Linked DNA regions of Mus musculus: regions 1, 2, 4, 5, 6 and 7 are each linked to region 3. A link is a contact called in public ChIA-PET, HiChIP or PLAC-seq and promoter capture Hi-C data. All regions are on one chromosome and are shown on one strand. The core of a region is the stretch at or near the end of the contact, and the rest is flanking DNA. Distances in the headings are between cores, read along the strand shown. Region 1 has its middle 12 kb from the start of E330032C10Rik. Region 2 holds the start of Birc6 (baculoviral IAP repeat-containing 6). Region 3 holds the start of Xdh (xanthine dehydrogenase). Region 4 has its middle 22 kb from the start of Gm23649. Region 5 holds the start of Lclat1 (lysocardiolipin acyltransferase 1). Region 6 holds the start of Yipf4 (Yip1 domain family, member 4). Region 7 has its middle 51 kb from the start of E330032C10Rik.

What was found. Promoter capture Hi-C pulls out the DNA fragments that hold promoters and counts their contacts. ChIA-PET counts read pairs in DNA pulled down with a chosen protein or histone mark. HiChIP or PLAC-seq counts read pairs in DNA pulled down with a chosen protein or histone mark.
Region 1: a contact with region 3 is called in an RNA polymerase II ChIA-PET map of memory CD8 T cells, with 20 read pairs. The contact joins the enhancer-like site here to the promoter of Xdh in region 3. A contact is called at or near these places in 2 of 39 promoter capture datasets (the 3T3-L1 cell line and embryonic stem cells), 2 of 115 datasets of contacts at active chromatin or transcription factors (astrocytes and memory CD8 T cells) and 1 of 9 other capture datasets (adipose tissue).
Region 2: an RNA polymerase II ChIA-PET map of memory CD8 T cells shows a contact between it and region 3, with 23 read pairs. The contact joins the promoter of Birc6 here to the promoter of Xdh in region 3. A contact is called at or near these places in 2 of 39 promoter capture datasets (3T3-L1-derived adipocytes and liver) and 3 of 115 datasets of contacts at active chromatin or transcription factors (effector CD8 T cells, memory CD8 T cells and pancreatic cancer cells).
Region 4: a contact with region 3 is called in an H3K27ac HiChIP or PLAC-seq map of the NIH/3T3 cell line, with 4 times the contacts expected there. The contact joins the enhancer-like site here to the promoter of Xdh in region 3. A contact is called at or near these places in 2 of 39 promoter capture datasets (the 3T3-L1 cell line and hippocampal neurons), 1 of 484 Hi-C or Micro-C datasets (bone marrow-derived macrophages) and 2 of 115 datasets of contacts at active chromatin or transcription factors (the NIH/3T3 cell line and pancreatic cancer cells).
Region 5: a contact with region 3 is called in an RNA polymerase II ChIA-PET map of memory CD8 T cells, with 11 read pairs. The contact joins the promoter of Lclat1 here to the promoter of Xdh in region 3. A contact is called at or near these places in 2 of 39 promoter capture datasets (the 3T3-L1 cell line and embryonic stem cells) and 1 of 115 datasets of contacts at active chromatin or transcription factors (memory CD8 T cells).
Region 6: a contact with region 3 is called in a promoter capture Hi-C map of neutrophils. The contact joins the promoter of Yipf4 here to the promoter of Xdh in region 3. A contact is called at or near these places in 1 of 39 promoter capture datasets (neutrophils), 1 of 115 datasets of contacts at active chromatin or transcription factors (memory CD8 T cells) and 1 of 9 other capture datasets (adipose tissue).
Region 7: an RNA polymerase II ChIA-PET map of memory CD8 T cells shows a contact between it and region 3, with 10 read pairs. The contact joins the enhancer-like site here to the promoter of Xdh in region 3. A contact is called at or near these places in 5 of 39 promoter capture datasets (the 3T3-L1 cell line, the C10 cell line, hippocampal neurons and 2 more), 3 of 484 Hi-C or Micro-C datasets (brown adipocytes, cortical neurons and myocytes), 3 of 115 datasets of contacts at active chromatin or transcription factors (the NIH/3T3 cell line, memory CD8 T cells and regulatory T cells) and 1 of 9 other capture datasets (liver).

Annotation. Positions count from the first base shown.
Region 1 is chr17:73,261,801-73,264,964 of GRCm38.p6, reverse strand. No RefSeq gene overlaps it. Among named protein-coding and RNA genes, the nearest start is that of E330032C10Rik, 12 kb to the right of the region's middle. Within about 2 kb of position 1,679, at least 170 of the 459 cell types and tissues checked have an H3K27ac peak or open chromatin away from gene starts, as enhancers often do. A contact at or near this core is called in memory CD8 T cells, where this site is marked.
Region 2 is chr17:74,526,811-74,530,193 of GRCm38.p6, reverse strand. Birc6 (baculoviral IAP repeat-containing 6) reads right to left here and starts at 1,899. Exons shown (of 73, transcript NM_007566.3): 1 at 1,393-1,899. The coding sequence starts at 1,726. It overlaps Gm31645 (a long non-coding RNA gene), which reads left to right and starts at 1,994. Exons shown (of 3, transcript XR_385765.4): 1 at 1,994-2,561.
Region 3 is chr17:73,948,808-73,952,362 of GRCm38.p6, reverse strand. It overlaps Xdh (xanthine dehydrogenase), which reads left to right and starts at 2,167. Exons shown (of 36, transcript NM_011723.3): 1 at 2,167-2,285. The coding sequence starts at 2,235.
Region 4 is chr17:72,964,245-72,967,704 of GRCm38.p6, reverse strand. No RefSeq gene overlaps it. Among named protein-coding and RNA genes, the nearest start is that of Gm23649, 22 kb to the left of the region's middle. Within about 2 kb of position 1,269, at least 106 of the 459 cell types and tissues checked have an H3K27ac peak or open chromatin away from gene starts, as enhancers often do. A contact at or near this core is called in bone marrow-derived macrophages, where this site is marked.
Region 5 is chr17:73,106,072-73,109,408 of GRCm38.p6, reverse strand. Lclat1 (lysocardiolipin acyltransferase 1) reads right to left here and starts at 1,424. Exons shown (of 6, transcript NM_001177967.1): 1 at 1,253-1,424.
Region 6 is chr17:74,487,548-74,490,805 of GRCm38.p6, reverse strand. Yipf4 (Yip1 domain family, member 4) reads right to left here and starts at 1,313. Exons shown (of 6, transcript NM_026417.4): 1 at 1,012-1,313. The coding sequence starts at 1,090. It also overlaps the pseudogene Gm6476.
Region 7 is chr17:73,300,604-73,303,975 of GRCm38.p6, reverse strand. No RefSeq gene overlaps it. Among named protein-coding and RNA genes, the nearest start is that of E330032C10Rik, 51 kb to the right of the region's middle. Within about 2 kb of position 1,690, at least 51 of the 459 cell types and tissues checked have an H3K27ac peak or open chromatin away from gene starts, as enhancers often do. A contact at or near this core is called in memory CD8 T cells, pre-B cells and regulatory T cells, where this site is marked.

The sequences.
Region 1 (3,164 bases), core at 430-2,929, 690 kb after region 3:
CAAACTCTATGACAAAATTTTACAGTTTTGTTACACACTAAGTTTGGTTACAGTTTGTTATGCGGGAACTCAGAGTTCAGGGGCCACTTCGGGCCAAATTCAAGTTAACAGAATACAAAAGAGATGGACTTATAAAAGCAAGCCTGTACCCTAGTTTTCTAACCATCAGGTCAAAGCTCCTCCAACATACCTAATGCTCTGCCTGTAGCCTCCTTGGCCAAAGACTGGGAAGTTTACGTAGTGCTCAGATCTATAGTTGGGGAAAGGGCAGGAAAGCGAGGCTCTGGATTTATGCCACCAGGGAGATTACCCATCACTGGTGTAAGGGATGAAAAGAGACTCTGCACTATGGAGATCCTAACCTTCTCACTGTGACAACCTGGCACACGCACAGTTCTGGCTTACCCACAGTTCTAGCTCTAATAACCTCTGATTTGTCACCTAGCTTAGGCCTCAATGTAGTTTCCAGTAATCTGGGGTTCTCATTCAGCACACACTCACTTCCGCCACCACCCCTGCCTACTTCTAAGTGCTCAATCCCATCTGGCTACGCTGCAGATGCTACTGATCTAAAATATGACATGGCACCCATGAGAGGAGCTAGCCAGCACCTCCAAACCTAAGTGTGGGTCAGAGGACTAGCACCTGGGGTACAAAATCAAGCCTGTGTAGACAGACACAAACTATGTTTTCTGTGTTACCGAGTGAATGAGAGAGGAGAATGGGAGGGGGGCTGTAGCTCAGTGGTAGAGCACGTGGTTAGCAGGTATGAAGTCCTAGGTTCAATCCCCAGCACTGCAGAGAGTGGGCGCTCGGGAGGAAGAGACAAGAGAGTCAGAAGTTCAAGGTTATCCTGACCGCATAGTGAGTTTGAAGACAGACTGGGCTACTTGAAAATCTCTCTCTCTGTCTCTCTCTCTGTCTGTCTGTCTCTCTGTGTGTCTGTCTCTCTCTGTGTGTCTCTGTTTCTCTCTCTCTCTCTCTCTCTCTCTCTCTCTCTCTCTCTCTCTCTGTGCAATATATATTATACATATATACACATATATATGTGAAGGGAACAGGGGCAAGGAAGATGATAAGGTAATCAACCATTCCAGTCCTCAGTCTCCATCTTCAGGAAGTAAGCTCTACTATTAATGTATCACATATCCTTAGTCTTCCAAAGTTATTGTGTATACAGAATAGAATGAATATATATATATATATGTATGTATATATATATATATATGTGTGTGTATGTGTGTGTGTGTGTGTGTGTGTGTGTATACTCGTAGACTGTATTAAACTTCAATCCCAAGGGGAGAGACTCATTCACTTGCTTATTCAATTGTTCTTTCAGATGGACTTGACATCAAGGAAAAGATGGCAAAGTCTAGCCCAGTGCCTACATCCACAGCCTGGGGGCAGATGAAGGTAACTATTGACAACCACATAAGTGACAATAGTATAACCTGAGACTTGGTGAGGAAAAACTGGTGAATGTCTGATCTGTAAAGGCCCATTTAAATAACAGCCACACCCATCATTGTTAAGGACCAGCTATCAGCAAGCTTGGCCCTGAGACCTGTCTCTGGACATGGTCTCTGCGGGGTTTCTAAGCTGCTTCTCCCTACGCACTGGAGATGTGGTGTGACTCACATTCCTCCACCATCTGCGGAAGAGGCTCACATGACTCAGCCTCCGCCCACTCTCTCTGTCACTCAAAGGTGCTACAGCGTAACCACACACAAAATCATTCCCGGTGACTCAGGCAGAAAGACAGCACCACGGCCTGGCTGACTGCCACTCAGTGTCTGAGGCATGGTAGAGGTTTCTCTGGCTTTTCAGATGACTTATCTTCCAGGAGATGTGTGAGTCTGCAGAAGGCTTTGTCGGTCTGAGATGCTAACACAAAACCACCACTGAATGGGAAGTGAACAGCATTGTTAGTCTCCACACAACTAAGAACAGGTATATCTAAGCACAAGGCTGATAGAGCCTGTGGCCAGTGTCTTCTTGCTATGTCCTCCAATGGCTGAAGAGCTAGGGAACACTCGGTGTCTTGATGTTTTGTTTGATTGTCTGAAATAAAGTCTTGCTTTGTAGCTCAAGCTGGCCTTGAACTCACCATCTTCCTGCATTGGCCTCTTAGATGTTGAGTTCACAAGTGTATGCCATTAGCCCAGCAAGTGTATGCCATTAGCCTAGCAAGTATATGTCATTAGCCCAGCAAGTGCATGCCATTAGCCCAGCAAGTGTATGCCATTAGCCCAGCAAGTGTATGCCATTAGCCCAGCAAGTGTATGCCATTAGCCCAGCTTCATAGTGTTTCTTTTATTCGATTATTTTTAAATACTTTTTGCTTCTTTAAAAAAAAAACAAAACAAACAAACAAAAAAAACCTGTATTATTTGGTAGGAGTGGTGGTCAGGGAGGCATGTGCACACACAACACAGTGCACATGTGGAGGTCAGAGGGCAAATTGCAAGCACTGTGTGAGTTCTGGGATTGAACTCAGATCATCAGATTTGGCAGCAAGCATATGTGCTAGATGAGCCATCTTTCCTCGTCCTTACTGTTTCTCTTCTAAGGCACTAATCTTATTTATAGGGGCTTACTCCTTCATGACCTAAGAATCTCCTCAAAGCTTCAACTTTAAATAGCATCACCACAGGGGTTAGAATTTTAATGCATGGACTTAGGGGCAACACAAACCATTGGGTTACAGCAGGCATCCTTACAAGCAAACCACAATTGGCTCCTGGGAGTGGGAGGTGAGCTTTGGGGGTGGGTGGGGGCAGGGAGGAAGCTCAGCTCCATTCATTCCATCTTAAACAGAATCCTCACCGACTACACACATAGGGAATCCCAGATCTGTGTCTGGTTCTCTGACATGCCAAAGGCTGGGCTGGTGCACCCCTGCGTCTACTGGAAGCTGTCTGAGCCCAATCAGCTCAACACATAGCTGGGCACAGCACCCCCTCTTCTCCCTGAGCTCAGCTCTACCCTCTGCCTCAGTTTCCCTGAATGGTCACACCTGCTGCTCTAAACCCTCATCTGGATATCCTGAAATTTATTTTGCCTCTTCCTTCTTACCTTCGTTGTGGTCGGCAATGGGAATTCTTCAATGTCCCCCAACGTTTGTTTCCTTCCAGGCACCTGCTTCAGTCTCTGCAGGCCCTCCC
Region 2 (3,383 bases), core at 650-3,149, 580 kb before region 3:
TTGCTGCTGCATCTGGACCATCGGTATTGTCATTTACCTAAGCCAAGAAAAGGGAAATTTACAAGCCTACCACCACCAAAAACTTTCTCTTAGGCATCTCTTAAATATATTACAGGTTTACATGCTGTAACTATACATAACCAGTTCTTTCATAAGTCAACAAAAATTAACATCTCTAATTTCATCTTTGTATTCCTATACTGCCATTTAATCTTATGACATTACTCACACAGTAAACTTATTCGTGTATGTCTGTGTAAAATAACACAAGGTGAATTGGTAGAACACATAATTACTTCCATTTGGCTAAGTGCACTTCGATACAATTTATCTCTGTGCATGAGTTTAAAACCCACTAATACATCAAATTCTAAATTTTAACCTTTAACGCCAAAATTAAGACACCATTCATCCACAAATGAAATGTCATCTCAGCAAATAACTTAGCTAGGGCTATCCCAAAACACTCCAGTATGTCCACTGAACGAGCTTTGACCTGGTACATCCTGAAAGTCCAATATGTGAACCAACGTCTCCACCACCCAAGTGCTCTCCTTCCAAGGTGGAGGAGACCCAGACATACTTACAACTACCAATCTCTAGCTCTCTATGCTAAAACAAGTTGAAAGGGCTTGAAGTTCCACCTAATTACAAGGGGCCTAGGCTTCTTGACACTGGAAGGAGGGAGCACTCAGAGCTAGAGGACCGATACTAACCTTTTTTTTTTCTTTTTTTTTTTTTTTTTTTTTTTTGCACTCTGCGAGTCCCATAGTCCAGCAAGCACAGTTCAGGCAGCTGGCCTTCCCTCTCCTACTGACCTCCCCATCCCAGTGCCCACTCCAGCCCGCCCCCTGTGCGAAAGCGCAACCCTCGGAGGTCCCCGCACCTACAGGACCAGACGACAACCGGCGGGCCGCTACTCGCCGGGAAAAGAGGGCAAGACAGCCGGCTTGGACGCTTCCCGCCCCTTGCCTCCGGCCACCCATCTCTCCCGCCACCGCCAAGACTGCCAGCCCTTCCCTCTGGTCCAGCCCGGAGCTAGCCCAAAATCTCGTCCAAGAGGCCAGCGAGGGCCCGGTCCTCACCAGCACCGACCTCCAAGGCCTCCACATCTCTCCCACAGGACCAGGCCGGTTCAGATGCAAAAGGCCCGAAAAGCAACTCGCAGCGCACCCCGCCAAACCGAGTTCCCGTCCCCAAAAGCTGCTGCTTTCCGAGTCCGAAGGTCCTCGGCCGTAGCTTCCGGGCCTCTCCGACCCTCCCGCTCCACGCTGTCCCTCCGAGGCCGATCCCGATCCCGGAGGCTGGGAGGCTTCCTCCACCAGCATCCCCACAACCCGTCTCCGCCCGCGGCCGGCCCAGCCCAGCCCCCGCCCGGCGTGCCGCGCTCACCGCTGAGCGCCGAGGCCTGAAGGGTGGCCCCGGACGTGCCGTCGATGACTTTGATGGTCCCGCGGCTGGTGACGGCCAGGATGGCGTTAAGCGCCGGGTGGTAGGAGAGGCTGTGCAGCCCGTCGGCGTCGCAGCGCATGCAGCCATCCCGCAGCACCAGCCACTCGGAGACCCCGGCCGCCCCCGCCCCTGCCGCCGCCGCCGCGGAGGAGCAGCTCGGGCCCGAGGCCTCCGCAGCCGCAGCCGCCATCTTCCGGCCTGCGCTCAGCACAATCACACTGGGAAGCCGCTCAGTGACAGTCCCGGGAGGTGCAGCACCACAGCCAGTCACCATCCGGGGCCAGGGGGCAAAGCGGAGCGCGTTAGCCGGAAGTGAAGTCAAGCGCCTGCACGCACAGGGAACGTCGCCCGCCAGGCCGGCCAGGCCAAGCGAGCTCGCAGGCTGGCGGGGGAGGGGAGAGAGGGCCGCACCAAAGGAGGGGCCGGAGCCCAGGGGGTGGAGCATGCGCGGGAGTGCCGATCTAGCCAGAGCAGAGGGAAGCTAATAAGGAACTTCCGAAGGCACAGAAAAGGCGGGGCAGGGGCGGGACCTGGCCTAGTAAGCATGCGCAGAAGAGCTCCCAGGGCCCGGTAGGCGGGCCTCAGAAGAAGAAGGGGGCGGGGCTGAAACTTTTTTTTTTCAAGCGCGGAGCATGCGTGGTAGGACTAGGCGCGTGCCACGCGCTGCTGCTCCAGCCAGCCCTGCGTCCTCAACGTCCCAGTTTCTTCCTTCGAGCCCCGGGAGTGGTATCGGCGGGAGTTCCGCCCTGCGCGTGGCAGGGAGGGTGGTGCTGGGCCCTGTGCATTTCCGCTAGGCAAACCCGAGCCCGCGCGACTTGTCTGGTACGCCCAGAGGCCCCTTCGTGGCCAGGGCGGCTGATTCCCAGCGGTTCCCAGCACGGGGCAGAGGAGGAGGGCGTTGCGGGGTGGAGGCGAGATCCGGAAGTAGGCCTCTATCATTGCACACTCTGACAAGCCTCTTCATTGGAACTGAACCTGATTTTTTTTTTACGACGCCTGCCCTAGTTTCAGATTTTTTTTACACTTGATCTTAGAAGACTGAGAAGCGATAGTTCCAAATCTTTTAATAAACAGACATGCTCATTAATGAGGTGCTGGACACATTACAGGTCAGCCTAGTGTAGCTCATTGCAAAGGATTTACATGATTTTTGGTGGGGTGTTGTGGATTGCCCTGGGGCTAATTATATTTGATGTCAATTCTGTTCTCCTGTGAGGAGTTGTGAACAAGGAATGAGTCAGCACTTAGGTGATTTCTTGTAAACCTTCCCACCTTAATTTGTAAAATAAAGGAAAGCTGATGATTGGGCAGAGAAAGGGAAAGTGGAGTGGAAAGAAAGGAAGGAGGTTTGAGACAGAGAAGGCAGAGGAGGAGGAAGAAGAAAAGCAGAACAGAAGAACATGGCCTGGAGAAAACGCAAGTTCTAAGTGGTCTCATAGATGTGGAAGATGGTAGTGTAGTGGTTGTAGATCTGCCCAATCTAGGCGCACAGCATGTATTCATACTAATTGTGTCGTGTTTTCATTGCCAGAGCATAATTGGGTTGGAGAGATTTGCTGTAACAGTGGAGTATCCTCCTTCGTTAGATTTGAAAGAACATCTTTCTTAAACTTTATGTTGAAACAGTTACTTGTCAGTCAGTCACTTGTAGTTACAGTGTAGCGGTGCCTGGGTGTGGTCTCGCATACCTAGAATCCCAGTCTGAAACAGTAATGCTAAGAATTCTGGGCAAGCCTGCGCTATTTAACAAGATCCTTTCCAAAAAAAAAAAACTTGAGGCAATAAAAAATTGTTTGGTGCCTGGTGATGGTGGCCCACGCCTTTCATCCCAGCACTTGGAGGCTGTTGCTACCAGAAGCTAGAGGTTGAATTCAGCAGTTGGTTTGGAACCCCATGCTGCTTACACAAGCTTCCCTCTCAAAATACGTCTT
Region 3 (3,555 bases), core at 918-3,417:
TAGGTTTACTGCTCCTATCCAGTGGCTGCAACCTGCTTACTTCCTGTGGTTCCAAAGGGTCTCTGGCTCCACAAGGTAGCAACAGCCATGGGGTCCAGAGTGATGTGTGGTGCGAACTTCCCAACTTTAGAGTCCTTTTCTCTCTCTCTCTGGAGCTGTGTCTGTGGGCTGCTCTTTCCTTTCGCAGGCAACTCCCCAAGGGCTGAGGTCAGTTCCAGCTAATTTCTCATCTCCTCTTTCAGTTTCGCCTGTTCCAGCACTGCCTCAGTCAGGTTATTTGTGCCTTCAGATTATGGCAGGGGAGGGGTACTGTGGGTGTTACCAACCCCTAGGTTTCACATTCCTATATCCTCCATCCAGCACTCTCTCAACATCTGCTGGGATGGTTTGCCCTCTTTCTTTACTTTTTTTTGGCAGAATTGATTTTACAGAGTAGTTATAGTAAGCCGTGTCTGTGAACGTGGCCACTGGACCCAAGCCAGTGACTTTTGCAAAGGTGATGGAGCTGACACTAAATCCAGCCTTCAGAGTTTTCCCTGGGACTGTGGGGGAAAGGCAGAGCTCATGAAGATGAGTCACTGAACAGAACACCAGTCCATCATAGGAGTGTGAGGAACAGGGAGTTAACAAAACACACCTTAGGTTCAGCCTTAGTCCCTCTCCCCACCCTTTCCCTTCCAGGTCACCACATCTCTGCCTCTACTTGATTGACATGTTAGGTTGGACAACTCTTTATTGTGAAGGATTATCCTGGGCTTGGGATGGTTAGTTCCATTTCCTGGTCTCAGAAGCATCATAATCATCATCATCATCATCATCATCATCATCATCATCATCATCATCATCTTCAACAACAGCCCTACCAGGCATGTCACTAACATCCCCAGACAGCCAAACTGCCCATTTCGTAAGGAATTTGATTCCGGGTAGCAAGTACTGTTTTATGATGACCAGAATATCCTGGACCGAGAAACTTGAAGGGATTTGGTGCATAAGTCTAAGGGTAAACTGGGATATCAATTGACCGACAAATAAGTTCATTCTTGGTTCCGTCAGGGCTGTGCCAGCAAAGGGGCGTTGTGTTGATGATGTGACTGTCCCAGGAGTCCTGTTTCCCAAAATGTTGTTGCTGCACCAGGCTCATCTGACCATGCACTTTTCTTCCTTTTCTGTGGTCTTCCAGGACGATGACACATGTGTCCCTGTAGGTTGGCTGAGTGATTGAGTGACTGCAGGGCTGGGGAAGGACAGAGTGCCTGCTGATGTGAAGATGGGTGGAATGGAGTGGTGGGAGGTGGAGCAAGGAGAGCCCACGAGTGTTGTCTGAGTGGATGCTGTGCATAGGCATTTACACCAGAAGCTAATGGTCCTTGATGGAGCTGGGGGCTCTCAGCTCTATTAACAGACTGTGGTGGGTGTTGTTGTATTAGCTTATTTTATTTACTTGGTGCTTGTAATATGTTTTGGTGTATGAGTTCCTCTGATAATTTGACAAGTTTTGTGAAATTCTGGAACATGATTTGTTATTGGGATTGTTCCTGTGACTGTTCAAAAGTGATTATTTCCATTCTCTGCAAGTTTATAAGGCACGCCCGAGAGACCTTTTGCTTTTCAGCTTTCTGCTTTTGGTGTCATCCTGATGTCCCTTTTCCAGGAAGAAACAGCTGAGTCCTGCAGGCGATAAGTGACAGGCTGTAGTCAAAGGTCAGGGTTTGAGTCTGGACATAAGGGTCTGTGTCTCTGACCTTCACATTCTGCCAGGCCCTGAGAGAGTGAGCTGTGCAGGCCAGTGGCGAGCCTGTGTCAGGGTGAGCCGGTTTGGGAAAATAACAAGTGTGAACGGGAAGAGAGTGAATCAGCCTCAGTGGCTGGCAAACTGCTCCTTCCCTGCTCTTCCTGGTATGGCAAGTGGGAGGAGGATGAAGCAGGTTTCACAAGGGCAGGTGCCCAGAATTCACAGTCATCTGGTGCCAAGATGCAGGCTTCCTTAATCTACGGCTGCACTTTCCTCTGTGCACTTTGACTAGGAGGACAGAGTAGGATCTGTGGATTGGCTGTCTGGTCCTTCCTGGATTGTGCAAACCTGTGACTCTTGCCAAGAGCTGTCCATGCCTGGAGCTGCTTCTTTCTCATTGGCTAACTTTGTTTCATTTTGCTGGGAGGCGTATCTTTCAAGTTGCAGGCAGTGATATCTACAAGCACCTCGCAGCAGCTCGGGGACTCCGGCCGTCACGATGACGAGGACAACGGTAGATGAGTTGGTCTTCTTTGTGAATGGCAAAAAGGTAAGTGGCAGTTGACCTTTGGTTTAGAGATTCTGCTGTCTGAAAGGGGACCTGTGTCACTTCTCTTGTGTGGACACTTTGATGTGTTCTGGTCTCATCTTACCCCTCAAAAGATATTGCTGTAGTTTGGTAACTTTAGAGCAAGATGAACACAGGCAAGACGCTCAGAGGGCAAAGGAGGAAGGGGAGGGAAGAGAGAGGGATGGCCACTCTATGCTAGAGGACACACTGGCTCAGAGGTGGGAAAAGGAACAGAGTCTAGGTGAGAGGAGGAGGCAACAGCACTTCCCTATTTCTGTGTTTCTTCTCTGTTTCTAGTGTTTCAGTGGCTCTCTTTAATACAAACAGCAGGAGGCGGGCACTTTTATGCTAATGCCGGAACATAAAACACACACAGCCACTGGTTCTGATATATGATCCTGTACATAGATTTAACTAGAGCTGATTTACTGTGCGGCAACATATACTGACACCTTGTGGCAAGCCATTATTGTCATTATTTTCATAAAGGACTCCTCCATCACCATCTCTCAGTTCTATATGTAAATATTGCAAACCCCTTAAACGGCACTTGTGAATGTAGGTAAAGTGGTATGGGGTCCACAAAATCCCTGATAGCCTGAGAATCTTTGCAAGGTCAACTCGGTGCAGGGAGAGAAGGAGCAAGCTAAGTGTATTGTTTCTGGCGTTGTTGGCCTCCCTTCAAGGTACTCCCAGCACTGCAGCTCCCCACTTGAGGTCACAGGAGAAGAACCCTCATTTCCCCCACTGTAACTGGCCACATGGACTTCATAAACCATGAGTGGGCCAAAGGCTTCCCCCCCTCCCCAAACAATTTTACTTGTTTTTTTATTTTGACACTTTTGTGTTGATTAAAGAGACTGAGTAATTTCTGAAGAAATTTGCAAGAATGGACATGTGATTTCAAGAATTCCTAAGGGCTTAGACTGCCAGCATCTGCTTGGCTAACTAGCACGCAAACTTTAGGAGTCATTTCAACACCAGTACGGTAAAGCCTGTGGATTCAGTGGGAGTGGCCCCATCCCTGGATCCCTGAATCTCTCTGATATATTGCTTTTGTGTGTGTGTGTGTGTGTGTGTGTTGGGCAAGCTTGGACCAAGACAAGGGCTAGGGTGAAATGCCTAAGCTGATGGTAGTAAGGCTTTTGAACTCAATCTTTTAAATGTCTTTTGTGCCCAATGGTTGCATCACAGAGGTGAGGAAACAGCTGTTAACTTGGCTCCCTGGAAATACTGTGCACACACAGAC
Region 4 (3,460 bases), core at 20-2,519, 980 kb after region 3:
TCTCTCTCTCTCTCTCTCATCTCTCCCTCCCCCCTTCCTCCTTTCCCTCCCTTCTGTTAAAGCAGCGCTCTTTACCCCAGACCTGGGCGAAATGTCTAACATATCCGGTTCCTGCTGGAAACCAAATGTTTTGAGGTTTGTTATGTTGGAAGTTTCAGCTACAGTCCTCAGGAACTGCAGCCTGGGCATGCTTTGGTATTTAGGATCACTTAAGGGCTGCCTGGTACATGTTGATGTGCAGACTGGAGGCCTGCGTCTTTCAGACAGGATGATGCTAATTATGTGGATCATTTAGCTCTTTGCTTTGATTTCTTTGTTGTTGTTGTTGTTTTCATTTTAAAATAGGATGCCAGATTAAACTGGAGGTCTGTTACCTTCAGTTAATACTTTCTCATTTTTCTCTTCTCTTCTTTTCTTTTTTTTTTTTAAATGAAGAACTACAACAGCCCCAAGTATGAATTTGCTAATATATTTAGGCCATCTTATTTAGGTGTGCATATATGTGTGACACACACAGAGAAAAAATAGAGGAAATGAGAGAAGGCCCCACCAGTTTGCAAAGTGTTTGAACCGTGATACTTCCTCAAGCCATCCCCTGTGCTTCAGAGCTGCTTCTCAGCTCCACACATCCCAGGGAAGAGACTGCCCCTGGGGACCGCCCATGGTGATAACTTTCCTGGGTCCCTAGGATAGGGCCTTTTTTTTTTTTTTTTTTGGAAACTCGTTCAAACTAATTAGAGATGTTTAATTATCTCTGTTAAATTCATAGCTAAGGGAAATAAGAGGGGGAAGTGAGTCACAGATGCTGAACTTTCAACTTTAAACATTTAACCCTTTCTCTACAGTGGTGTGGACAAAGTTCATTTTAACCTCGGCTCCCACCGAACACAAGAATCATGTCTTCTGCCAGAAAACATGTTGTTATATTGGAGAAAGGGGGAAATTATACGGGCATGGTTTGTGGAGGAGCGCCTTTGAAAACGGAGATAAAGGACAGCTATAGACCAAGACTAAACAGACCCTGTCTGGGCCTTAAGGAATTTTCTCTGGGTAGCTCAGAGAGGATTGAAGAGGTCATTTCTACATTCTATGAATGAAATTCTTTACTGAATTAATCATTAGGGAGAGCCGGACTTGATCCTAGACTAAAGGGAAATGGAGCTGTGATGCCATCTTGAAGCTTGCTTCCCACTATAAAAACACAGTGCATTAGAGACTGCCGTTTGCCAGGCTCTCAGAGGCCCAGATGGTGCACTCGCAAAGGAAATTCCTCTCTGAACAGGCAAGAGTCTGTGATGTCAGAGGCAAGAGAAATCCCCCTACCCAGGGCCTTAAAATTAGATACAGCCGAAGGACAAAATTACAATTTAGTTTAAAGATCTTAATCAGCTTTAGTTTCAACTCTAGAATCACATATTTCAAGCCATAAAACGGAATAAGAATGCCAGTGGTCTAAATAGAGGGGGGAGGTTTATAGCAGCAGAAGGCTAGAGAAAGGAAAACCAAAATGAAAAGAATGCATGGGAGGTGTTGCTCAAGTCAGGACATGCCCTGTAAAGGAGGCAGAGGGCAGTAACTCAAAAAGAGCTGATTGCCTGCATGCGTGTCTGTCTGTCTGTCTGTCTGTCTCTCTCTCTCTCTCTCTCTCTCTCTCTCTCTCTCTCTCTCTCTCTCTCTCTCTGTGTGTGTGTGTGTGTGTGTGTGTGTGTGTGTGTGTGTTTCCCGTGCAGAGGAAATTTATTGTCATGCCAGTTGAAAGGGGCCTGTTTGGGAAATCTGGTTAGTTTTCTTGCTCTTGATTGATTTCTCAGGTTTGCTAACAGCTAGTTTCAGTTTAAAGACAGAGACATTTAGCATGGGTGACTTTATCGAATGTGTGTGTGTGTCTAATCTAGTAGAGCCTAGTATGAGTGTTTGTTTTAAAAACAATGGTCACCAGTAATATTTTCTTAACATCGCTGACTCTTTTTAAAACCCAACAGATAGCCAAGCAGCGTGGTGGTCCCGGCCCCACCTCTTCCTCCAGTCAGTCCATGAGTGACCCAAAAAGGGGAGTTGAGAACTCCAGGCCCCTGGAAACCCTACTATGGTTTTCTATGAGATGACAACATTTGCCCAGAATCAAACAGAAGGCCATTTGGGACACCCAGGGTCACTTTTGACACCCCCTTTCTCCTCTTGCTCTGCCCATGTCATGCACCATTGACCCGGCCCAACTATTCCACCCTCTGGAAACTGGCTACCACTGAACTGCAAGCTTCTCTCTTTGACTGAATAGATGAATGGCAGACCCTGTTCTGTGTCTGTCTGCCCTCTCCTTTTTTCCTTCTCATGCTACAAGAATGGTTTTAAGTGTAAATCTTAGTCATGTCACTTTCTTGCTTAAAAGTCCTTGATAGCACCTTGCTCCCTGCACCAGTGATGACAAAAGTCAGCCTGCTTAATGGTTGGTTTTGGTCCTACCTTAAAGGCTTGAAAGCCAGTCTTGAAAGATCACATTACCCCAAGTACCTTAATTGAATCCTAGAGCAACATTTAAAGGCAATTTACAGAAGACTCGTCGAGCCTTGAACAGTGGTGAAATTCATATTACCTGTCACTCAATAAAAGCGATCAGAGCCAAAGAACTAGGAAGATAAATTTAATTTAGAAATAAATGCAGATAGGAACAAGATAATAGAAGTAACAGAGTATTTTTTAAAGATGCAAGTATGAACCATAAGATAAAGAAAAGAGATGGCAACAAGCAGGAGAAGAAAATACACATGAATTAAAAAAAGAAGGAAGGGCCAAATCAAACTTCTAAAGATTAAAGGAGTGCTTCTGGTAATAGAGATAGAAAGAAAGAAACACCCGAGGTCAGAATAGTTCTATCGTAGACACTACAGACAGAAGGAAATAACTCAATGGAGTTTTAGTTGTCTGCAAGTGGATTTGAAGCAAGTTAGTACACAAGTAAATTGTCCCCAAAACAAGAGTAGGAAGATAAAGGGGAGAAACAAAAGTGGAATAATTTCCCAACTTCAGGAAAGGGGGTCCAGAAAGTTCGATCAAAAACATATAGGAAACTTTCCAAAGCACAAAATTAAATGGCCTTAAAGTTCAAGAAAAAAAACACCTTAAAAACATCTGGGAAGGGAGAGTGAAGTACAAAGGGAAGGAGAGCTGGCTCATCCGTAAGGAAAACACAGGGCAAAGGACACTCGATCAGCTCTGCGTTAAAAGAAAACACTGTGAACCTAGACTTCTATGCAAAGCAAATATACACACATAGTGTGCAGGATGGATATATGTATGTGTATATGTGTATCTACGTATATGACAAGTGAAGAAGAAATAAATATATTTTTTTCAGACACACAGAATTGAAACATTTGATCACCAGTCTACAAGAAAGTTAAAGGGGAACCAATAGGAAACAGGAAAATGACGCAAGAAGCCTTGATCTGCACAGATGAAT
Region 5 (3,337 bases), core at 175-2,674, 840 kb after region 3:
TCCAGCTCCAGTGTCACCACACTGTGTGGTGAATATAAACTCATGCAGCCTCGCATACACAAATACAAATTTTTTAATACATGAATTTTGCAAAGTCTTTCATCAAAATAGTATTTTAAAAAGTAGCCCATCCAACTCTTTAAACTTTTTGTGACAGGGGGTTTCTTTCCCGAAACACGTGATGGGTATGAATGGGAAGCATTTTATCTTGGTAAGGCCTTCACCAATTTCTTTTTCAATACTTTCCTTGGACTTAACTGAATGTAAAACTCAGCTCTGTCTACATCCAATCAGAGGCGACTAAGCCTTCAGGCAAGAACCAGGAAACAAAACAGCTCCACAACCACAAAGAAACACCTTATGCCTTGTCTTTATTGCTTCTGGTCAAACATAATCTTAGATGTTAAGATACAACTTGAGAAGCCGGGCGTGGTGGAGCACGCCTTTAATCACAGCATTTCGGAGGCAGAGGCAGATTTCTGAGTTTGAGGCCAGCCTGGTCTACATAGTGATACAAAGTGACAGCCAGGACTATACAGAGAAACACTGTCTCGAAAAAAAAAACAAAAACAAAAACAAACAAAAAAAGAACAACAAAAAAGATACAACCTGAGAGACCAAACCTGCCAGGTGGGCGTGGTGAAGCACGCCTGTTATCGCACCAATACAAGGGCAGAGGCAAGGACCATGAGAGGCCAGCCCTTAGCTAGAGCGAATGCCAATAAAAAGGAAAATTGGACTCGAAGTCAGCCTTCAATGTGGCCTATCGTTCTTTCTGTGGCACTGCCACCTAGACCTAGGGCACACCTCTGTCACCTGCAAGAAACAAACTGCTTGAACCCTGAAAAACTCTCTTGTGGGCCGTTCACGTGGCGACCCCTGGAAAGCCTTGTGCTCCTGGAATCTGGACCCTGACACACCGTAGGCGGTGTAGGGGGACCCGGCAGCTCCCGGGTTTCACCGAGGTGTGGTGTGGACAGGAAGGTGAGCACAGAAGGGGCACCCGACGCTCCTCGCCCCCGCATCCTGATCAGCTCTGGAGGCTTCGGCCTCCCTCCCAAGAGCCGATCGCCCTAAGCCCTCCACCCAATTCCCGCCAGTGTCCGTCCCCCAGGGCCCACCCGAGGAGGCCTGCTCCGGGGAAAAGCCGCCGAGCCGCAGCTCTCCATCCGCCCACTCGGGAAAAAAAAATCCCTTGGCTGCCGCCATGTTCCCGCGCCGAAGCCCACACCTGACACCGCGGGCCGCGCACCTGGGACACACCGGGGGAAACGCGCGACGTCGCGGGGACACTGGGGCGAGACAGCGACTCCACGGGGGTCACAACCTGGGAGAAGAACCCGCCGCTAATTCATCCCGAAGCGGGGAGGCGTCGAGCCCCGTCGCCTTAGTAATGCGTCCCTCCGGGCTCCACCCTGATTGGCTCCTGGCGCAGTGACGCAAGGCGTCTCCGGCTGCGTGGGAAGCCCTTGAACCGGGCGCTCCGCCCCTGCTCCGCAGTGGGGAGAGACCCCGGGCGTCGTCTAAGCTCCTTTAAAGGAACCGCGCCCCAGATCAGTGTGGCCAGGCGCAGATGCCTGCCAAAGCTGGTAGGGGTAGAGGAGCAAGAAACCAAAAATGAGAACTCAAGCGGTGGTCTCCGGGGAATCTAGTGGTTGCGTAGGGGGATGGCAAAGCTAGAGCACTCATTTGCAAGCCTAACGTTTACGTCAGGAATCAAAGGGCAATTTAGTATCCAGCCAATTCTAGAGCCTGAGTTTCTGCTGGCACAAAACTCAAGACACCTTCAACGCCTGAGGTTACCTCATGGAAAATAAATCGGAGGCAATCATTTACAACTCTTACTTTCTTGCCTCATGTAAAGAGCAAATGATCACGCAGTCAGTTCTAGAGCCAGGTTCCTGATGGTGTAAAACTAAACGCACCTTCATTCAACCCCTAAAGTTGCAGGATGGAAAACGCAGAGACACTAAATGACAAGCGTTATTTTCTTGCCCCAAGTCAAAAAGCAACTCCAGGTTCTGTGGTGCGCAACTGTTGCTAATTCGCAGTGTTTGCTCAAGTCTCAACGTTTCCTCTTCTGGATGGCCCAATCAGTTTTTATGTTGCTGTCGGGTTTTTGTCGTTGTTGTTGTTGTTGTTTGGTTTTTTGGGTTTTTTTTTTTTTTCTGTTTGTTGGTTTTTTTGGTTTTTTTTTTTTTTTCTGTTTGTTGGTTTTTTGGGTTTTTTTTTTTTTTTTTAAGTTTGGTTTGGTTTGGTTTGGTTTTGTAGGACACTCTTTTGGAAAGGTCTTTGTGCCTTTCTACAGTGTTGGATCTGGCTCCAAACCTACCAGACTAAGCACCTGGATGCTAGAGACTGGTTAATTTAACCTCTTTGCGTTTCCCCTGCACAATACCTTCTTGCTGACTTTTAACAGATAATAGACATCTTTAAAAATATGAAATGTCCACACATAGCCGACAGAGCCTTTCAACAGCTTTTCATTTATGTTTATTCATTTAATCTGTTTATTTAACATGAAACAGAGAGAAATGAATTTTTAAGTTCAGGGTAGCCTTGTGTGGTAGTACATGCCTGTAGTCCCAGCAGTCCCCATAACAGAGCCAGGAGACTGCCTCTGCAAGACTCTAAATTTTAAAAAACAAATGCAAGGTGCCTTCGCGCTCAGAGCCAGCGTTACCTCTCCTTTACCTTTATTCAATACTTAAGTGTTTGAGATGTGCCACAATTGTATTAGAAAACAGAAAATACAACGAAGGAAAAAAAGCAGCACAAAAATGCAGTTATCCCTCAGAGGTTGAACGGACCTCACTTTTGTCTCTAAACTCAAGAGTTCTGGGAAAATCTTAGGAATTTTAAGGCTTGTCATTGTTTTGAACTTAACATGGGGATCCCCCAGAACCTCTCAAGAATGCACCGCTGTGAGTTCTCTGAGGATTTAAAGAGTCTATACATAGCCTTCCCTCTACTAGAGATTCCTCTTTTGTTCTAATGGATTAAAGGAGAGTAGTGAAGAAAGATGGATACCCGAGACTCCAGGATAGCCCCCTCAACTTAGATCCTTTAACCAACATTTCTCAACATAAAAATAAATCAGAGTACTTTTCTTTCCCCAGTCTGTAGTTATTTAAGACACAAAAAAGGGGGGGGGGGCTAGGCAGTGGTGGCTCACAACTTTAATTCCAGAATTGGAGAGGCAGAAACAGGCAGATCTCTGTGAGTTCCAAGCCAGCCTGATCTATAGCATATAAGAGACTTTGGAAAAGGACTGAAGAAGAAGAAACGTGGGTCCTCATGTACAGCAGTCTCTCCTTCAGTCCTTGCAGCCTAAGAG
Region 6 (3,258 bases), core at 64-2,563, 540 kb before region 3:
CAGGACAGCCAGGGCTACACAGAGAAACCCTGTCTCGAAAAGACAAAAAAAAAAAAAAAGAAAGAAAGAAATCAGATTTCTGAGAAAACTCACGTTCATCTTTAAACTGAAATTTCTTTTCTACTTTGTTGAGACAGGGTTTCAGTATGTAACCCCGGCAGGCAGAGAACTTGATAACTGTGTAGTCTAAGCTGGCCTTTAATTCAGGTATCTCTCTGCCTCTGCTTTTCAAGTGCTGGGGTCGAAGGGGTTCATCACCAGGTATTTCCATGTCTATATCGAAATCAACTTGTTTTTTCATATTGGGCAGTCAAAAATCTGGTCCCTGGTAAGTAAATAAGATTAAATAAAAGCAAAATCCAAAACCAGGTTACAAGGAGTTGAACTAATGAGGGGTGGGGGAAATTTCCCACAGTAGAAACGTTTTTTGTTTTTTTTTTTTCTCCCTGTTTTTGTTGTTGTTTGTTTTGTTTTAAGCAAGCACAGTCGCTTGCTCCAAACAGTACAAGCCAAGTCTATAGACACTGTTGGGAACACTAAGTTGAATTCCTCAAGTTTCAAATGCTCCTGAATACAGTTTTTTGAACACTGGGACCAAACACTACAAACTGTGTGGACCCAGGGATCTGGGCAAGAAATCAAGTTCAATTAAAAATAAATAAATAAAAGCACGTCTCCTTTCAAGTAAGTTTTCCATAACCTGCCAAAAGTCACCTCAGTCGGGAAGGTTTTCCTATTAATAGCAGAGCCACACAGCCCCACTTTGTTCTCCCTTAGATCCCTCACTCTTTTGAGTAACTGCGGAGCGGAGTTCAGAAAGAACTCCTTCCACCAGATCGGCGGGTTCCCTGGTGAACCAGGACACCCGGGGACCCCAGCCCGCAGCGCCGGCGCCCCGCACCCTGCCTCGTCCCCAGAGGCCTCCGGGAAGGCCCAGGGAGCACAGGGGCGGAGTCCCCCAGCTCTGCCAACCCCCCGCCCCGGAGCCCCGGAGGTCAGCCTCGGCCTCACCTTCCGCGTCCGCCGAAGACACAAAGGTGAAGTCCCCGTTGGCAGGCGCATAGGCCGGGGGCGGGCCCGGAGGCTGCATCCCGCCGGCCTCGGTGCTGACGAGCGGCTGGGCCCGGGGCTCCGGGACGACCTGCTAAGGGGCGGCCTGCGAGCCAGGAGGCGCGGGCTCGGCCGAGGGAGGGGACGCGCGAGCTAAGCGCAGCCTCTGGCTGCCGACCAGGTCGCACCCGAGGCCAGCCGGTGGCGAGCACCCAAGCACCACGACGCCGGGGCCCTGACAGGACCATAACAGTGACAGCGCCGCCGGGATTGGCTGTTTGTAATCTGCTCGACTATTGGCTCCCGCGAGAAGATTCTGATTGGCTGTTTCTGTGTTGATTCCGGAAACCACTCCAACACCGGAAGTGGCCTCTGAAATCTCTGTTCCGCCCTCATCAGCTGTTTACTTAAATAATTCTGTCTACCTTTTTCCCTGTTTGAGTTTTTATAAACATATCTTCTTCGTTGTTGTTTAACACAATTTGAGAGCTTAGTCGTTTGATGGCTCACGCTTGTAATTCCCGGAACTCCTAGAGAGGCCGAGGCAGCATTGGCAAAAAAGTGAGGCCCTTTTTTTTTCAAAGGAAAAAAAAAAAAACAACACACACACACACACACAACACACACACAAACTACTTAAGTTTTAGGACTTCAACCCCTCATTTCCGACCACAAGATTCTGCCACAATAATTCTATATATTAATTATATAGGATGTTTACGAAATTATGTGTCGTGACAAAGCTTAGTCTCCTTATCAACAAAATTAAGAGGCCGGAGAATGGTCATTGTAAAGCTGTAAATTTCCACCTACGGTTTAAGTACTCTGGCCAAATTAATTTATGAAGAAGGCAGCAGTCCAGAAAGGATAAATTAGGGCAAAGAAGCCCTTGCTTTTTGCCTGCTGCTGATTTCATCTGTTCCCTAATAAACTACCCAAAGTTTGCAAATTCACCTACGTTTTTATTATTTCTTTAAGATTAATTTATTTATTTTATACAAGAGTACACCACCATTGCTCTCTTCAGACACACAGGAAGAGGGCATTGGATCCCGTGACAGATGGTTGTGAGCCACCATGTGATTGCTGGGAATTGAACTCAGGACCTCTGAAAGAGTATTCGGTGCTCTTAACCACTGAGCCATCTCTCCAGCCCGGTTTTTATTTTTAAAGGCTATGCGTGTGTGCTTGAGGGTATGTGTGTGTGCAGATGCCTGCAGAAGGCACAAGAGGGCTTCAGATCCTTCAGAACTGCGGTTCCTGCAGACACCCAATGCGGGTTCTGGGAACCCAAACTCAAGTCTCTACAAGAGAGCAAGAGCTCTTAACCTCTAAACCAACTTCCTAGTTACTCGTCTATGTTTATAATCTTAAATTTTGCTTTTCATTTTTCTAAACTTCTGTATATGTGTGTATGTTGGTAAACCGAGTGCCACCCACATTCCTTAGCCTGGTACTCCCCTAGCCCAGCTTTGTTAACAGCGACAGCAGCCATGTCATCACCAGCGGCCAAATTCAATTTATTTCCACTGTTACCACAGGTGGAGTAGTCTTCCTGTGTACATGTGCCATACCATTTATATAGGCCAAGCCTTCACAGCTTGCCACTGTGCATCAGAGGCAGCCTTTTGTATAACTACCCTCCAATACATCTCTCCAGTGAGGGGTTTTTTTTTTTTTTTTTTTTTTTTTAAGATTCAAGGTCATTATTTATTTGTTCCTCTTAAAGACTCATTTTTGACTGGACTCAGACTTAGAAGTAGAAGCTCTCAGAGAGGACAGCCTACGTCTCTTGGCAATCTGTTCCTGGCGCTTTTCTTTGGCTTCCTTCATTCTCTTGGCCAAAAGTTTAGCATATTCTGCAGCCTCCTCCTTGTTCTTCTTAGTGCGTTGCTTCTTCAGAGCAATACGTCGGCGTTTGTGTTGCAGGACGCGTGGAGTAACAAGACGCTGAATCTTGGGTGCTTTGGTCCTGGGCTTCTTACCTTCTTTGTTTAAGGGCTTCCTGACAACATACTGGCGGACATGATCTTCTTTGGAGAGATTAAAAAGCTTTCGGATTCTACTAGCTCTTTTAGGTCCCAGCCGATGAGGCACAGTAGTATTTGTCAGTCCAGGAATATCCTTCTCTCCTTTCTTTACAATAACCAAGTTGAGAACACTGAGATTAGCTTCAACAATGCATCCGCGAACAGACTTGCGCTTCCT
Region 7 (3,372 bases), core at 441-2,940, 650 kb after region 3:
CATCTGAAGACGACGAATGCTGAATGGGTAATGGGGCTCTATTTTGCAGCCTGATAGAAGGCAGAGGAGGAAAAGAAGGCTGGTTCTCGGACGTGCACAGGCTGGAGTCTCTAGCCACAGGCAGCGGTGCCCATCCTTTTGACGCTGGGGCATGCCATCATCATCTGCAAATGGGTTTGGATACATTGGTTGTTCTCCCACATGCTGCATATGGGACATACCTAGAACTCTGTATCCTTCGATCTGAAACCACAAAATGTCCTCAGAGAACAACTCCGAGTAACTCTGGGCCACCGAAGAACTGCCTGCGTGCAAAGTTGGCGAACACATGGATGCTTCTTTGGTTTTGCGGCTGTGTTGACTCCATAGCTGCTGGGTTATAAGGTGCGACAAGAGAAACAATACTGCCTTTGGGAAGTAGATTTCAGTCCAGGCTGATATACCTATCCATTTTCTGCACCCAGAACATTATTGCAATTCCCTAAGAAGACATAACTTTCTTCAGTGTTGGGAGAATGGTCCTGGATTAAGCAGAATGTGGTGAAATACTGCCCCCTGGTGGTCATAGTTGCTGCTTCAACTCTTCTACCTTCTAAGGTTCCTGGGCCAGCAAGTGTCCAGTGGTCTTTATGAGGACCGTAACCTGGGTATCATCCGAGTTGCCACAGCCAAATATACAACCCTGTGTCCTTCCTAACGTTTCCTTCACTGCCATCTCACGGTTGTCCCAAAGAGGGGGCTAGAATGCTGCAGCTGTCCACTTCTGGGTGGCTCCTGTATGACACACAGAACCATCATCTTCCCACAAAACTATAGGCTCATGCTTTAGAGCAGAAGGCACTGAAGCAGGAGGAGAAAATACACACATTCAGACAACTTGGTGTAACTTGCTTGCACCCGCAGGACCCTCTTGGGCCTGATCATGAATGTATATACCACTTCCACTTGATAATAGATTATTTGTGGACCTGTCCCCATAATCTTTGAATCCACTGTCCCTTTTATGCCCCCAGAAAGAGTCTTGGAAAAGAGCTCTTGACCAAAGAGAGGAAAATCGCCTGCTCCCGACCTATGCTGCCCCTGAGACACACACTGTTTGGGTCTATCACATGCCATGGTATCTTATGTCTATATATGTTTCCAGCTCAGGGCAGCAACAAAGATCAGAGCATACACTGATTGCTCTGTGAATGGTAAGAGCAGAGTTGATGGAGCACAGTGGAAAACAAGGAACATGGTGGCTTAGACAGCCTTAACCCAGAACCACCCAGCCTAAGGCTCAGGTCTGCTCTGCCTCTATTGGGCGATGTCCTAGGGGGAAGGCTTTCTCTGTCTGGGCCCCTTCTCCGAAAAGTAAGACTGATACAAGGACCTCTAAGGTCTATTCTATACATCAGGGTTGGGGAACAAGTTCCTAAGAGTCTAAGCAGCAACTAGCACGGAAGGCAGCATTTAATCACCATGAAAAAGACCCACTGGTTCACTAACAGCCCTAGCGACTCACACTGTCCGGGGCAGTATGCGGGACCGCGCTCTCTCCACACAGCATGGGAGCAGATGCGTCTCTCTCTACCTTGGATGTTTATCGGCATGAAAATGAACAACCTCTTCCACCTACCTGGAGTTAGCCATCATCCCTGGACAGATGCTGGTGAGACAGTGACACCTAGTGGCGAACCTACCAATAACTGTCCAGCCCCACAGCGGGCCCTGCAGGCAAAGAGCCTGCCAGAAGTCTGCTCCGGGCTGTGGTTAACCAAGAGCAGTAACTCACAATGTGAGCATTGGAGGCTGAAGTGGGTCCCTTAAAGTTATGCCTCAGTCTGGCCCTAATTAGTTTCTTCAATTAGTTTGACATGGCCCTTGAAGCCTTCACTTGTTCCCCAAGTCTAATACGGAGTTCTTACCAGATAGGAGTAGCCCAAAGCCCAATAAAGGAATCCTGGATTTCACCTATGTCATTTCTGTCCGCCCCCATCCCCGTATGGCTGTGTAACAGATCAGGCCACTGACTCAGATACTGCATGCAAAGACTTCAGTTCACCCCCAAATGCCATTGTCTGCAGAGGGAAAACAGTAGACACTCGTGGGATAAGGTTTTCCCTAGACGGCAGCAGAGGTCTGTACAGGAGTAACCCGTCCGACACCCCGCCCCCCACCCGGAAGGAAGTGGTAATTGGCTCAGACTGAGGATACAAATTCTAGAGTCGCCATAGCCTCTGATGGTGCGTGGCCACTTTCTCTTATGAAATCATGTTTAGCACCAACCTTCTAAAGGTGAGAGCTGGAGTACTGCCATTTCAAAACACCTGCTATGTCACACCCACAACTTAAATAGGGAAAGCTAACTCACATGCACATGCAATTACCAAGAATAAAAGGCAGTTATTTTCTTTAAAGGATTGACGTTGGGGCCCAGGAGGCTTCCTGCTGGGTACTGGAGACACTCACTGGAGATGGGACCTGGAACTCCCTTGTGCTGTTGGCTACGACACTAAGCCTTGAGATGCCTCGCTATCTCCATCTAGTGGTGATGATGAACATTACACCAGTGGGGAAAGGAGACACAAGCCAAGAATTTCAAAGTCGGCGGGCACTGAAGATTTTGAGTTGAGAGGCAATGCTTGGCTCTGTGTTTTGTATGTCTCTAGTGAATTATAAGTCTTTGAAGTAAAGATTACCATCCATTCTAACACTGGGAAAATAACACTAAAAGCTAAGAGAAGTAACTTGAGATGAGCATGCAATTAGTAATTGCTGAGCTGGTATTTAAACTGATATATGTGTGGATCTGGAGTGTATTTCCACACCCAGCCAGCAGTACCTCTGCCTATAAAGTATTTGGGGCAGTAACTTTTTAAAAATTCTTGAACAACTGATGAGTGAGTTTTATTTCATCCCTTCCGGTCCTTCCAGCTCAGGCTCTCTCTCTCTATCTCTCTCTCTCTCTCTCTCTATCCCTATCTCTATCTCTATCTCTATCTCTATCTCTATCTCTATCTCTATCTCTATCTCTATCTCTATCTCTATCTCTATCTCTATCTCTCTCTGGAAAGACAGACCATGAGGCAGTTATCCTATGGGGGCAACGGCACTGAAAACAGACTCACTGGGGGACTTTGTGAAGGCTATCCTGGGCCTGCTCCAGACAGTCTTGTGATAGACCTGGAGTGCTGGTGGAAGCCTGGACACCCTCTGAAGTCACTGCTGTTCCCCGGGGGAAGATCATTGTCCCTAGCTTAGAAGTGGCAGTGAAGCATTGCCTAGTGATTGCAGGAGGGGAAGATGTCAGGCACCTCACAGGAAAACCAAAAGTGACGCCTGGTGTCGGCAGAGGAAATCTAATAGTGGCTGAAGTCCTGCTTCATGAGT